Regions from separate parts of the Triticum aestivum genome. Here region 2 is linked to region 1. The links are chromatin contacts, called in public Hi-C maps. All regions are on one chromosome and are shown on one strand. Each heading gives the region's core, a stretch centred on a gene start, on an enhancer-like site or on the middle of the called end of the contact. The rest is flanking DNA. Distances are from core to core; before and after follow the strand shown.

What was found. A called contact is a pair of places that touch in the nucleus more often than the background predicts.
Region 2: a Hi-C map of leaf shows a contact between it and region 1, with 2.9 times the contacts expected there. The contact joins the enhancer-like site here to the promoter of LOC123145385 in region 1. A contact is called at or near these places in 2 of 5 Hi-C or Micro-C datasets (leaf and root) and 1 of 1 datasets of contacts at active chromatin or transcription factors (leaf).

What each region holds. Positions count from the first base shown.
Region 1 is chr6D:402,204,268-402,210,699 of IWGSC CS RefSeq v2.1, reverse strand. LOC123145385 (homeobox-leucine zipper protein HOX16) reads left to right here and starts at 2,415. Exons shown (of 4, transcript XM_044564787.1): 1 at 2,415-3,025; 2 at 3,162-3,301; 3 at 3,392-3,631; 4 at 3,734-4,552. The coding sequence starts at 2,914. The coding sequence ends at 4,264.
Region 2 is chr6D:402,368,606-402,375,037 of IWGSC CS RefSeq v2.1, reverse strand. No RefSeq gene overlaps it. Among protein-coding and RNA genes, the nearest start is that of LOC123141746, 30 kb to the left of the region's middle. Within about 2 kb of position 3,842, at least 7 of the 8 cell types and tissues checked have an H3K27ac peak or open chromatin away from gene starts, as enhancers often do. A contact at or near this core is called in leaf and root, where this site is marked.

The DNA.
Region 1 (6,432 bases), core at 1,166-3,665:
ACCACGTGTCCACGCCCACATGGACCAGACCCTGCGTTGTCCTACCACACTTGCATGTCTCCCGGTGAGCACACCACACGGTTGGCCACATGGTTGCTCCTAACGTGCTGCGGCGTCCGGTTCCGGGATCGATCGGGGGCTGCAAGCAAATTTGCCGCGGCGTCTGGGTTTGGGGGGCAAAACGGTCATTCGCCGTCCGGACGTCAAGGCCTATTTACCCGTGGACTCCATCCGGTTGGATGATACGGATTCCGTGGACTCGCTAGGCAGCGTTACCCCGACAGGGCGGCATGGACCCGTCACCAATTGGCTACCGGACACCTGGCGCTCCTCTTGGATCTGGTGCGGCCACACTACGGGGTGCCGAATAATTTTTAGCAGATGGAGTACTGTTTCCTGCATTCAGTATCTGTACCATTTCGTTCGCTGAATGTGCTGCTCCACTTGGTTTTTATCAGGGCTGCTGATTGTTGGGATCAATAGTTTTCTTTACAGCAAGTTGTCATCAAAAGTATAGTTATGGCATAGATGGTTGAAAACTTGTACTAATACATAATTGAACTGATTACTCCCCCCTTCCACTTATATACTTATATAGGGCCTAATACGTTTTTTAAGGTTATCTTTGACCACAGGTTAGCACAATGATACATGACATGCATGAGTAGGATATATGTACCTAAAAAAAGGGTATGTAGCTCAATTGCAAAGAGAGTTGGTAGAGTTTCTAGCTCTGTTTATGCTGTTGCCGAGCTAGATTTAACCTAGTTCATGTCTTTACAGTTTGGATAATGGAAGTTGTACAAGTTAAGAGCATCTTCAGCTACGTACCTCTAATTCGACCCCTCAAAAGCCCGTGGATGCGTCCGGTCAGTGACCGGTCATGTCTGTTTTGAACCCCTATTTATCCGGCCACACTCCTCATTTTCTTCCCCATATGTCCTGTCATGTGCATGTGATTGGTTGAGATGAAGAGAGAGAAAGAAAAGAATGAATAAAGAAAGAGAAGAGATGGTCCAGGTGGGGACGCGTCCTATGTGGCGGACTGACCGGGCACGTCCGCGAGCCCTCATATCCTCCCCATATTTCAGATGGATATGAGGGTTCGCGGACAGCCCGGGCGTATAGGGATGATATGAGGAGTCCGGTTGGGTCAACTTTTTGCTACTTTTTGCATCTCTCTCCTGTCTGGTCAGTGGTACCCGCGCCCGCCCGGTCAATTTGAGAAGTCCGACTGTAGATGCTCTAAGGGGGGAAACACCCTGAAGTGCAGACCAAGGCTCAAATAGCTAATTGTTTTGGAATTGTAGTTGAATACGTAACAGGCTTTGCTCTGTGGTTCTTCGACGACAAGGAACATGTGTTTGGTTTCTTGAGCAACTACTACATTGCCCATCATCAAAGTAAGGGAAAGGGGGTGACCCAGGTTCGAATAACATATATGTCGTGTTAGGATCTGACGAAACGCTTTAATGAGAAGAGAATCGACATTGACGCCACCAAAATTGATACTACTAGATCCATATAGAAGTTAGAGCATGTCGTTCAAATCTTAAATAACTAAAAAATGAGAGAGAAAGAGAGAGATTTTGTAATTAAGGTACTTATTTAGCTAAACATAATTGATAGATAGTCCCAACAATGAAAAAAAATAGATTGAATGCACAAGCTACACAAACCTTAGACTCTAGCAATGGGGTGAATACCGATAATGCTAGACCTACGAACCCGCTACAAACTCCCTACGTAAACTTCCAATCTACTCTTCTCGCCCCCCCCCCCCCCCCCCCCTAATTTCAGTGGGTGGGCCATGTCGCTCCTCCCCGGTCCAATAATACTGATCCACGTTGCTGCTTACGTAAAACACGTAACAAAAATTACGTAGGTCTAACATTACCCGGATGAATACGACCTCATGCTGGTATATTCAACATATTTATCCCTAATCTTCACCACACGAAAATTTGATTCGCTGGCATGCCTCTATTGGTGACTGTGGGTGCCCATATACTTGCGTACGCACGAGCGTGTGTCTTTTTTATTATCACAAGAATAAACTCAACACATGAGAAAAAAACATGGTTCCATCCACAAAAGATCTTGATAGCATAGAGAGCCTTCTCCAACCTCCACACCATGTAAGGTCTTTTCCGGAAGGGAAAAAGAGCACACTGTAAGTTCTAGGTTTCGACATGAAAAGAGAAAAACACCTTGTAATTCCTATAACTAGGAGCACACTTTTTTTACCTTTGAGAGCAAAAGATCACATCAGAATATCAAGATCAGACACCCGGCGTCCAGCTCCGTTGGTTCCGTCTCGATCCTCCGCCAATTCGTCCCACCCACCGCTGCCACCAAGGGACAAACTCGTCAATCCACACCGCCCCGGCGCCTATAAGAAGCCTCCTCCCCATTTCTTCAAACTTTAGCCGATCAGTATCCTCCACAAGAAAAAAAATACTATAAGCGCAATAGAAAAATAGTGATCCCTCAATAAGAAAATCAAGAAAAGATTTCCTTTTCTTCTTGGGCTCCCTTCCACCACCAACCTCTTCTCCGGCCGGCCGAGTTGTCCCGCTCCGGCTGCGTCTTCTCCGGCGAGAGGTGTAGCTAGGTTGCCTGCTCTTCCTTTGAGCGGTCTCCTCCCGGCAGGGCTGAGGAGATCTCTCGGGACCTCGGGACTGGGGCGTGTATGATGGGGATTTCGCTTATGCCGATGAAGACGCCCACGCGGCTTCTGTGGAGCACCAGCTTCTTCCGCCACAAGCTCGCCGCCATGATCGCCTCCTCGTCCTGCTTCTTATAAGAGCCCCTCCGCCGCGCAGCAGCTGTATATATACGTCTTTTTCATTTGATTCCGCCCCCCGTTCGATCGACAACCAACCAAGGCAACTTCTTGAAGCTTTCTCTGCGATGGAGCCCGGCCGGCTCATCTTCAACACGTCGGGCTCCGGCAACGGACAGATGCTCTTCATGGACTGCGGCGCCGGCGGCATCGCCGGCGCGGCCGGCATGTTCCATCGAGGTATTATATTCTCATCCACTACTAGTTTTCTCGATCCCGGTTGTTTGGTTCGTTAGTAGGTCTCGCCTTCTTGATTGTGTGGAGAGTGGAGAGTGATTGGTGTACTGATTGGGGTTGCCATGTTTGAGTGATGAAGGGGTGAGACCGGTCCTCGGCGGCATGGAAGAAGGGCGCGGCGTGAAGCGGCCCTTCTTCACCTCGCCGGATGACATGCTCGAGGAGGAGTACTACGACGAGCAGCTCCCGGAGAAGAAGCGGCGCCTCACCCCGGAGCAGGTGACAATTCGCTGCTACAGTGGTGAAGATGATGCTCTGTTCATCCGAATTAATTCTGATGGTGCATGCGCGCCACGCGTACGTGTATAGGTCCACCTGCTGGAGAGGAGCTTCGAGGAGGAGAATAAGCTGGAGCCGGAGAGGAAGACGGAGCTGGCCCGCAAGCTCGGGCTGCAGCCACGCCAGGTGGCCGTCTGGTTCCAGAACCGCCGCGCCCGGTGGAAGACAAAGACGCTGGAGCGCGACTTCGACCGCCTCAAGGCGTCCTTCGACGCCCTCCGGGCCGACCACGACGCCCTCCTCCAGGACAACCACCGGCTCCGGTCACAGGTAAATAATCGAAGTCAACAACCACGCTTCATCACCGGCCGGGCACCGGGGCTTCCGCCGCTGAGTTTGATTTGGGAGATCCATCCATCTTTGTGCCGTCAGGTGGTAACGTTGACCGAGAAGATGCAAGATAAGGAGGCGCCGGAAGGCAGCTTCGGTGCAGCCGTCGACGCCTTGGAGCCGGAGCAGGCGGCGGCGGAGGCGAAGGCTTCCTTGGCCAACGCCGAGGAACATGCCGCGGCAGCGGAGGCGTTCGAGGTGGTGCAGCAGCAGCTGCATGTGAAGGACGAGGAGAGGCTGAGCCCGGGGAGCGGCGGGAGCGCGGTGCTGGACGCGAGGGACGCGCTGCTCGGGAGCGGATGCGGTCTCGCCGGCGTGGTGGACAGCAGCGTGGACTCGTACTGCTTCCCGGGGGGCGCCGGCGGCGACGAGTACCACGAGTGCGTGATGGGCCCCGTGGCGGGCGGCATCCAGTCGGAGGAGGACGACGGCGCGGGCAGCGACGAGGGCTGCAGCTACTACCCCGACGACGCCGCCGTCTTCTTCGCCGCCGCGCAAGGGCACGGCCACCATCACACGGACGACGACGATCAGCAGGACGACGGCCAGATCAGCTACTGGATGTGGAACTAGGCTCGCGCACGCATCAAGAAGCGTGCGTGCGTGCGCCGTGGAATCGATCAATTTCGGAGTATATCAGTAAAAGAAATCGTGGCGTTTTGTTTTCTCTCCTTGTATGCTTCCCGCTGTAATCTTGGGTCACTACGATCGACCAAGTTGTATGCATATGCATTGTACTACGAGTTAGGGTAATACATCGGTGGTAAAATCTGTCGTGATGTACGGGAAATAAGTGAACGGAGTCAGAGCCTCATTCTTATGGCACAGTACATCATGTCAAATGAGATTTTTAATCATCTACTGCTAATGTCGTGTGAGTTTTGCAAGATCAAAAGCTGGCCCCGTTCTCAACTACTGTACGTGCGCTCATGGTTTTTTTTTTTGGCCTCTCCAAAAATATGAAAAGGCCATAGATGCAAGGAATAGTACTATGGAAAGGTTCTATACCATTTCCCACGTTCATAAATTATGTCATATTTTTCGGACCTTTGGAATAAAGAAACCACCCTCCAAACCTTGGCACTGTTTTCTAAGTAGCTTTTCCATTTTCGAAGTCCAGAAAATGTTGAAAACAATTGTGTTTATGGAGAATTGTGAACCTTGGGGCAAACAAGCAGCTCCTCCTCCGCGTCGTCTCCCGCGAGGCGCCCCGGAGGCCCCCTATCCCTCGCCGCCGCCGCCCCCTCCTCCTCCCTCGCCGTCGCCCGTGGCGGCGCGGGCTGCAGGTGATCGCCTCTGCCATGGCTGTGGCAGGTCGTGGTGGCATCGTGGCAGTAGGTGGTCGTGGTGCGCGCCTGAGGTTGGAGACGGCGGCCGCGGCGGCTCCTCCTGATTTGACCTCGCGGCGGCGCGGGCTGCGACGACTTGGGCTGCGGGGGCTGCCCTGACCGGGCCCCCCTCGGCTAGTCGGGGTGGCGGCGCAGTGACGGTGGATGCGCGGGTGCGTGCAAGGCGGCTCCGACGCTTTGAGCTCGCTGGGCGGCGCGGGTTGGGCAGTGGCTCGGTGGCTGCTGCCTCGGCCATGGATGGTTCCATGGCAGCTGGGCAGGTCGACTGCGGCGGCGGCTGGCATGGCCCGACGTCGGCTCGTTCGTAGGGGACTTGTGACAGCCTTTGCTCTCTCTCCTCGTCGTTCGGGCACTACTTCTGTCGAAGGGTTGTTCTTCTCCCAGCGGTGGTCCATCGCTCGTCTCGCGCCCGGTGCGGCAGGACTGACCTCGTCTTGCGCATGGTGTAGCAGGACCGAGCTCGTCTCGCGCACAGTGCAGCAGGATCGACCTCGTCTCGCATTCGATGCCGCTGGACAGAGCTTATCTCGCGCCCGGTGCTGCAGGACGGGTCGATGGAGGCCTGATTTGGCCGGCCTTTTGGGTTTCGGCGCTGGGGGCCGCTCAGGGGTGTGAAAGGCAGGTCCTTTCCTCCCGTCTCTTTGGTTGGGGTAGCGGCGGATCTCGGGTGAGGTGGTGTCAACGTCTTGGATGCCGGGGCGGCGGCCCTGGTGGTGGTAGCACGGTGCTCATGGGCAGAGGCCGTGGCTTGGTGCTGCCCGGTGGCCATGGACGTGTGTGCGGCGTGGTAGCCGGGGTGTGGGGTTCGGTGGCGGTGAGTATTGGCCGGGGTGAAAATATGTTCTATCTTCGGACGGACCGGCCGCGGCGAAGCTCGCTCCCTTCTTGAAGGCGTCGCCGCGGCTCTCATTGTCCGTCGTGCTGCTCCAGAGGAAACTCTGATCCTCAGATTGGGCGGTGGCGGCGCTCCGGTTTCGTATCCTTCCTGAAGGCACCGCCTTGGAGCACACGGTTTGTCGTATGCGGCTTCATTTCTTCGCGGTGACGTGTTCCCGGTTGAGCCCCCAGTTGCTCTTGTAGTGCTAGGGATGGTGTTGCTGCGATCAGCATCTATATATCTTGCCTTGGGTGTGTGCGTGTGTTGTTGTGGCGTGCGTTTGTACCGGGTTGTTGTGGATCATTGCTTTATATATAAAGCGGGGTGAAAGCCTTTTTCGGTAATTGTGAACCTTGCAAATTCAACAAAATAACATGGACGGTAAGCCGGTAACCTATTTCAAAGCCTATTAACAAAAGAAAATACTATTGAAACTTGGATATATGGTTGTTGTTGACCGGTTTTTGAAATTTTTAGGTTTAATATGGACAATGAAATAATTCAAGGTTCAAACC
Region 2 (6,432 bases), core at 2,593-5,092, 160 kb before region 1:
CACAACTCGAGCATCCTTCAAAGGCTCAGAGGGAGCCCCGGAAAACCACAACCAAACCTGAGTAAGGGGCTTGCCCTTAGGCTCCACCTTCTTCCACTCGTGAAATTCCAGAATGCATTTAGTGCCAGAAACTCTGCACAACCCAAAGCTCAGCAATCTCTGCAAATCATCCACAGTTGGGAAGTCAACCCTGAACACATTGTCCTCAATCTGGACAAGTTCCCACTGAAAGTCACCTGGAGCCAGTTCCTGAAGTCTCTGCACAATCTGAGCCTCAGAAACCTCTCCCTGGGTAGCTTTCACAACTCCAGTGGTCAAACTCTGCGTCTCCACCGGAATCTCTCTCGCAGCCGGGGACTCAAAGAACATCAACTCAGCACAATATACTCCATACATTGTAAGAGCCGGAACCTGATCACGCAGAAGCGGGCAATCCCCCTGTGGCATGTGCTGGCTTACCACACGAATCGCACAACTCCGCCACGCACTCAGCAATGAAGTGACCCTTCTCACCACATCGATAGCATAACATCTTCTCCTTCTTACGCGCCCACTTGGACGCTCTCTCTGAATCAGTCCTGTCGCCTGCCTCAGCTGAAACACCAGTCCCAGGAACCTCCGCGTTGGCCAGTGCCGTCACGACCTCCATCGCCGGGCTAGGCAGTTCAGTTGACTGAACGGGATCGGCTGCTACAACAGAAGCCTCATGGTCAACAACGGCCGGTGGCGGAGGCTGTCTGCGGTACCGACCACGACCACCACGGTGACCACGGTAGCCACCTCTCTGCCGATAGTCTGGGCCTGAAGCTCCCTCGACAAAACCACCCGGAGGGCCGAGAAGGAGAAGATGTGTCCACTTGAGGCGCCATATAGGAGCACTCCAAGACAAAAGTAGGCCACTTGGACGCTCACCCGATAGTCTGGGCCTGAAGCACAATATATGGCACCTTTGGCCAAATTCTGCTTAGCCTAACCTTACGACCTTCTCAAATAGGTTGGCATATGACGCGACAACTATGTCTCACCTATTGCGAGACATATTCTTTTCTCGCCTCTCGTGCTTCTGCCGGTGGGCTGACCCAATAACATGCATTGGTGCCATTTTCAGAAGTTTCCTGGTAGCAGTTTTAGGAAACTTATATGGACCGGTATGGCCGGTTTTAGAAGATTTCATTGTTTCTTTCCTTTCCTTTTGTTTTATTTATTTATTTTTCCTGTTCCTGTTTTAGTGTTTTTTCAATTTTTGAATGATTGTCAACTTTTTCGAATATACATTGAACGGTTGTCCTATGCAAGTTGAACATTTTTCAGATACACATTAGACAATTTTTGCAGTACGAGCATTTACCCGCAATACACGTCAAGCATTACAAAATGCACCTTGAATATTATTTTTTTAATATGCAATGAAATTTTTCCGAAAAAATATGAATATTATTGAAATATGTCATGAATAGCTTTTTGAATCAGGCAACATTTTTAGAGTGATAGAAACATTTTAAATGGATTGAATTTTTTTATTACTTGAACAACAAGCCAACAGGTCAACACATTTAGTCAATAGTTAGCTCAAACATCTACACTACAAACAACAGTGACTTTTATTCGCGGTCATATGAAGTTACTTGAGCGAGCCACCTGTTTGCCATGGTGGACCGGCCCAGCGTGAGCGCCGGTTTCTCTAAGTGGTGCTTGAGGCGCCACATAGGAGCCTTCCGAGGCAAAGCGCCCCCCATTCAATCCGTGCGTGGACCAAGTTCAAATGGAAGCTCATTCTTGTTATTTTGGCTAACCCAAATATAACCTCTCTGGACTAGCACCTTGGCCAACTTCTGCCTCAGCCTACAATATTTTCAAATAGGCTAGCATCTAGCGCGAGAGCTATGTCTGGCCTATTGCGAGATATATTCTTTTCTCACCTCTCGCGCTTCCGCAAGTGGGCCGACCCAATAACGTGCATTCGTGCCGTTTTCAGAAGCTTCCTAGGAGCGGTTTTAGGAAGCTTCTATAAACCGGTACGGGTAGTTTTAGAAGATTTCCTTATTTATTTCTTTTGTTTTATTTATTTATTTATTTTTCTTGTTCCTTTTTTAGTTATATTCTTCTGTTTTTGAATGCTTGTCAACTTTTTTTCGAATATACGTTGAATGGCTGGCGTATGCAAGTTGAAATTTTTTCAAATATACACTAGACAATTTTTACACTATGAGTATTTATCCAAAATACACGTTAAGCATTACAAAATGCACCTTGAATATATATTTTTAAATGCAGTGCCTTTTTTCAAAAATTTCATGAATATTTTAAAAATATTTCATGAACAGATTTTTAAATGTGGCAACAATTTTATAATGGTACAAACATTTTTTAATGGATTGAAAAAATTAAATTACTTGAACAAAAATATACATTTCATGTTTTTTAATATGCGGCGAACTTTGCTAAAATTGAAGCAAAGTGATTTATGAAATAAACATAATCCTAAAATATTTTTGGCAAACATACGGAAAAACTGGTGAACGTGGGCCGACTCGCTGTGGCGGCTTTTTGAGCGCTAGACATTTCTCGATCTGGCAATAGGCAAGACCTATGGATTGTTTGGTTCTATGCCTAGGAGTGCCACACTTTGCCATATAATGTTGCCAAACTTGCCTAAGGTTAGTTCTTCAAAATAAGAGCCACAAATTGGCAAGTCTAAGAGAATCTTGCCACATTTTTTGAGTGTATGTGATGTGAGACCCTAATGCGGCTTGCCTAAAATATGGTTTGAACCAAACACACACACCTAAGTTGGTCAAACTTGCCTAACCTTAGGTGTGGCAACATTTGGCAAAGTTTTAGTCTCAAACCAAACAACCCGCTAGACTCTCCTGGCATATTGTATTCCTGTCCTTCTGAGTATTAATGTGATGTGTGCTCCACTAAGCATACAAGTTTCTAATTTAAAAAAAAACACTAGTTTCCCTCAACAACAAAAAATTTGAAAGGACAAGTAGGAATGAGTTGGTGTAACTTTCGTTTTTATCCGAGTCCTTTTATTGTTTTTTTTTTGCACGATGTTTATCACAAGAAATTTTTGTTTGTATCATTTTTATTGATATTTTTTAATTATAAACAATTTATATAGATGTATTCTAAATAGTTGCAAATTTTCATCTGGATACTTCAACATGTGAGCTACGTACATACTAAGACAAATTTGTGGTTTTGTGACAGCAAACAGTGCATGTATTGTTTGGCATTCTTAGACTCGCATGTTTATATTTATATGTAATCTACACATATAGAAAGGCATCACCTTTTCAAAAAGTATAAAAAGGCATCATATATCACATCCATGTACTGTTGGTGCCTCCAGCTGGAGGATTGTTGGCGATAGGAGTCGTCGAGATGAACATGTCTAAACCACCGTAGCTACATGAGTCACATTGATGGTTGATCGCGTAGGGAGTGGCAATACTGGAGAGAGGAAATATTCCAGGACTGCTCTCCAGGGTAACCAAATTGTTCAGCCGTACCGAACCGTCATACGCCAGTTCGGACGTTAGCAGTGGCGGTAGCAGACTAGCAGCAGGAGAGAACAGTGAGTGAAGTTGCTGGAGACAAACCACGCGTGCAGTGGTGGACGATCGAACCCGGGCACTGAAACTCAGAAGGGAGGGAGGGAGGGACGGTCCCTACGCGGAGTACGTGCGGGCGTCGGATGGGGGGACACGGAACATGGCCGAAGCAGCAGGAGGGGTTGTGTGCGTGGAAAGCGCCGATCGACCAGTAGCAGATGCGCCCGGTGCCTACTGGTCCACTCGCTCGCTCGCACCCGCACCCCCCACCCTACGCTCCGATCCGAGCCGAGCCCCCACCATCTGCTCCTGTTCCTCCGCCCCATGGCGCTGCGTGTCGTGTCGCCTCCTCCTCGTCACCCGATTCGCCGTCCACGCCGCGAACCACCATGTAGTGCTGGTACAACCGCGACTCCGCGAGCCCGCACCTACCAGGCCAGTGAGAGTTTGAGAGGGCGCAGCAGGCGAGAAGCAAGCAAGTTCTTGTTCCCTTGTCACTCCGGTCGCCTCGTCTCATCATATCCCCTCCTCTATCCGGCCTCTCTCCTTTCGTCCCGTCCCGTCCCATCCCATACAAAACGTCACGTAATTAAGAGATCGCTTATCACCTCCCACTCCAAATCGATCGACGTCCGTCTCAGCCGCGCCTCAACCTTTCACCCGCCGCCTGTCTGTATTTCCAGTCACCCTCAGAAATGAATTCCATTTCCTTTCCCTTCCCTTCCCTTCTTCCAGCGACACGACACGACCGATCGCAACCGCGGAAGATGCTTTGGGAATGTGAGGCCAATCTCAATCCCCAGACTAGATTTTGCTTCCAAAGCGATGAGCACAGAAGATTAGCACAAATAGAGCAGCAGCACGACCGACCCGGTGTATGGCACACATTGACACGCCATTACTAGCGCTAGCTTTCGTAGCACCTATAATCCTTCCTGCATGCGACGTCGCCGTCGCCGTCGCCGTCGAGGAGGAGAGCAGGGGTGGAATATTTGGCTATGCTTTGTCTAAACGTGGGTGGGGGCTGCAAAGGACAAAAGGTGCTCCCGCGTCCAATCAGGGCCACGCTAGCGGGAAATGCTCTTGTCATAACCCTGTTAGACCTGGGCAATTAACTACTCCTGGTGAGGACACTAGTTTATCTATGGGATAATCCAGTCAAGCGCTAGCAACAATTCAACAGATGCAAAAAATTAGGCTTCTACATGCACTTTGTTATCATAAGATGAGGATAGTGTCCTTGAAAAAAAATCATAAGATGAGGATAAATATATATATACGTATACTTTTTACAACTTAGAGAGCAACTCATGTTTGTGTGTGTGCACTCCTGATTAAGTACCGCCAGGTTAAGGTGACTTTGTTATTCTTGGGAAAGTCATAGTGAAAGGTGGGTGAAGACGTGAAAGTGATACATCACCACAGATTAGAAACAGTGAAAAGCAGCATGGGACAGGGACTGGGAGAAAAGGCTAGATTTTTTTCCTTCTTCTTCTCTTGAGTGGATGACATTGTGACAAAATAGGCTTCTTCCCTACGAGAATATTGAGGCAATATACCGATCGACGTACTGTTCATCAATCTTTAAATCTTGTTGCCCCCCACTTTCATTAATTAATTTCCAAGGAAAAAGAATACTTATCCACATTGTACTGATTTTAGATTTACTAATTAGTAATCTATGAAATGGATGGTGATTTGACAAGTGATCGATATACTCCTTTATATCATCGCAACAGAATTATACTCCCATAATCTTCATGGGGATCAATGTCAACATGTTTGAAGACCGTAATGGAGCATTTTGCGAGTACCAGGACAACCACGTTACAAGCCAGCGAGTACAAGGACTAAACGTGAAATTTACTCGACTATATACCTCATATTAAGTCCACTTCATCATCCAAATGTCTGACTGAAGGGCATTGTTGAATGTTATGCAAGCGTGACAGACTCAAGTGTGGCAGGTTTGCGTCAATAAGGCCATACAACCAGATCCACAGGGCCAATTGTGTTTACATTGACTTTATACATTTTTCATAACAATTGCGAAAATGTGTGTTTCTTGTTCAACCTTCCTATTTGTGCCGACGCAACTAGGAAGAAGACACGAAAGAAAGTTAAATTGCACATATCCCCTGAAAAAACAAATTAAATTGCATATATCTCGCCCTAAGCCGGCGATAGCTATTCTAAGTAATGTAGTCTAGCTTTTTGTGTATGCGCACCGACGATGTAGTGACCACACACGCGCGCGCGCACACACACACACGCACGCACACACATCTCATGAGGACTAAAGACAGGGAGCTTCATGATTAACAAAGTCACCATAAATGTATCACATAGACATGAGTGTCTCCTCTTAATAAAAAATTTGTGTCTTTTATTTGAGAAACACACGGCGTGAAACATAGGATTGTATCCTAGGTGGGTTGAGGGTACAACCACCCTTATTACAGCCGAAACCACTGGCCGTTTCTCAATTATGCATGGCATTTGATAGAGAACCACCCTTTTTTATTTTCCACGTCCCTTCTATTTTGTGTGGGGGGGTTACATGATCTACCTTAGCAGTAGTTTCATTGGGATTGCAATAGAGCGACATGGTTTATGGTTCAAGCATTTGAATTGGTCTGTCCTATGGTACATAGGTTGAGATGGTGATCGCTCCATGCGTAAAGAAATAAGATAGTTTTAACCTTGAACGTCAGTGCCAATCCCGTCTAAACCTTGAACAATGAACTTGTCCATATTAAAAGCAAACTTTCTAAATCCGGCCAACCACGACCCTAGCACGACTATATGCTGGTTTTGCATTTCATTGTTGGTAGTATGCCAAAAGGAACATAATGCCAAAAATAAGCAGAAT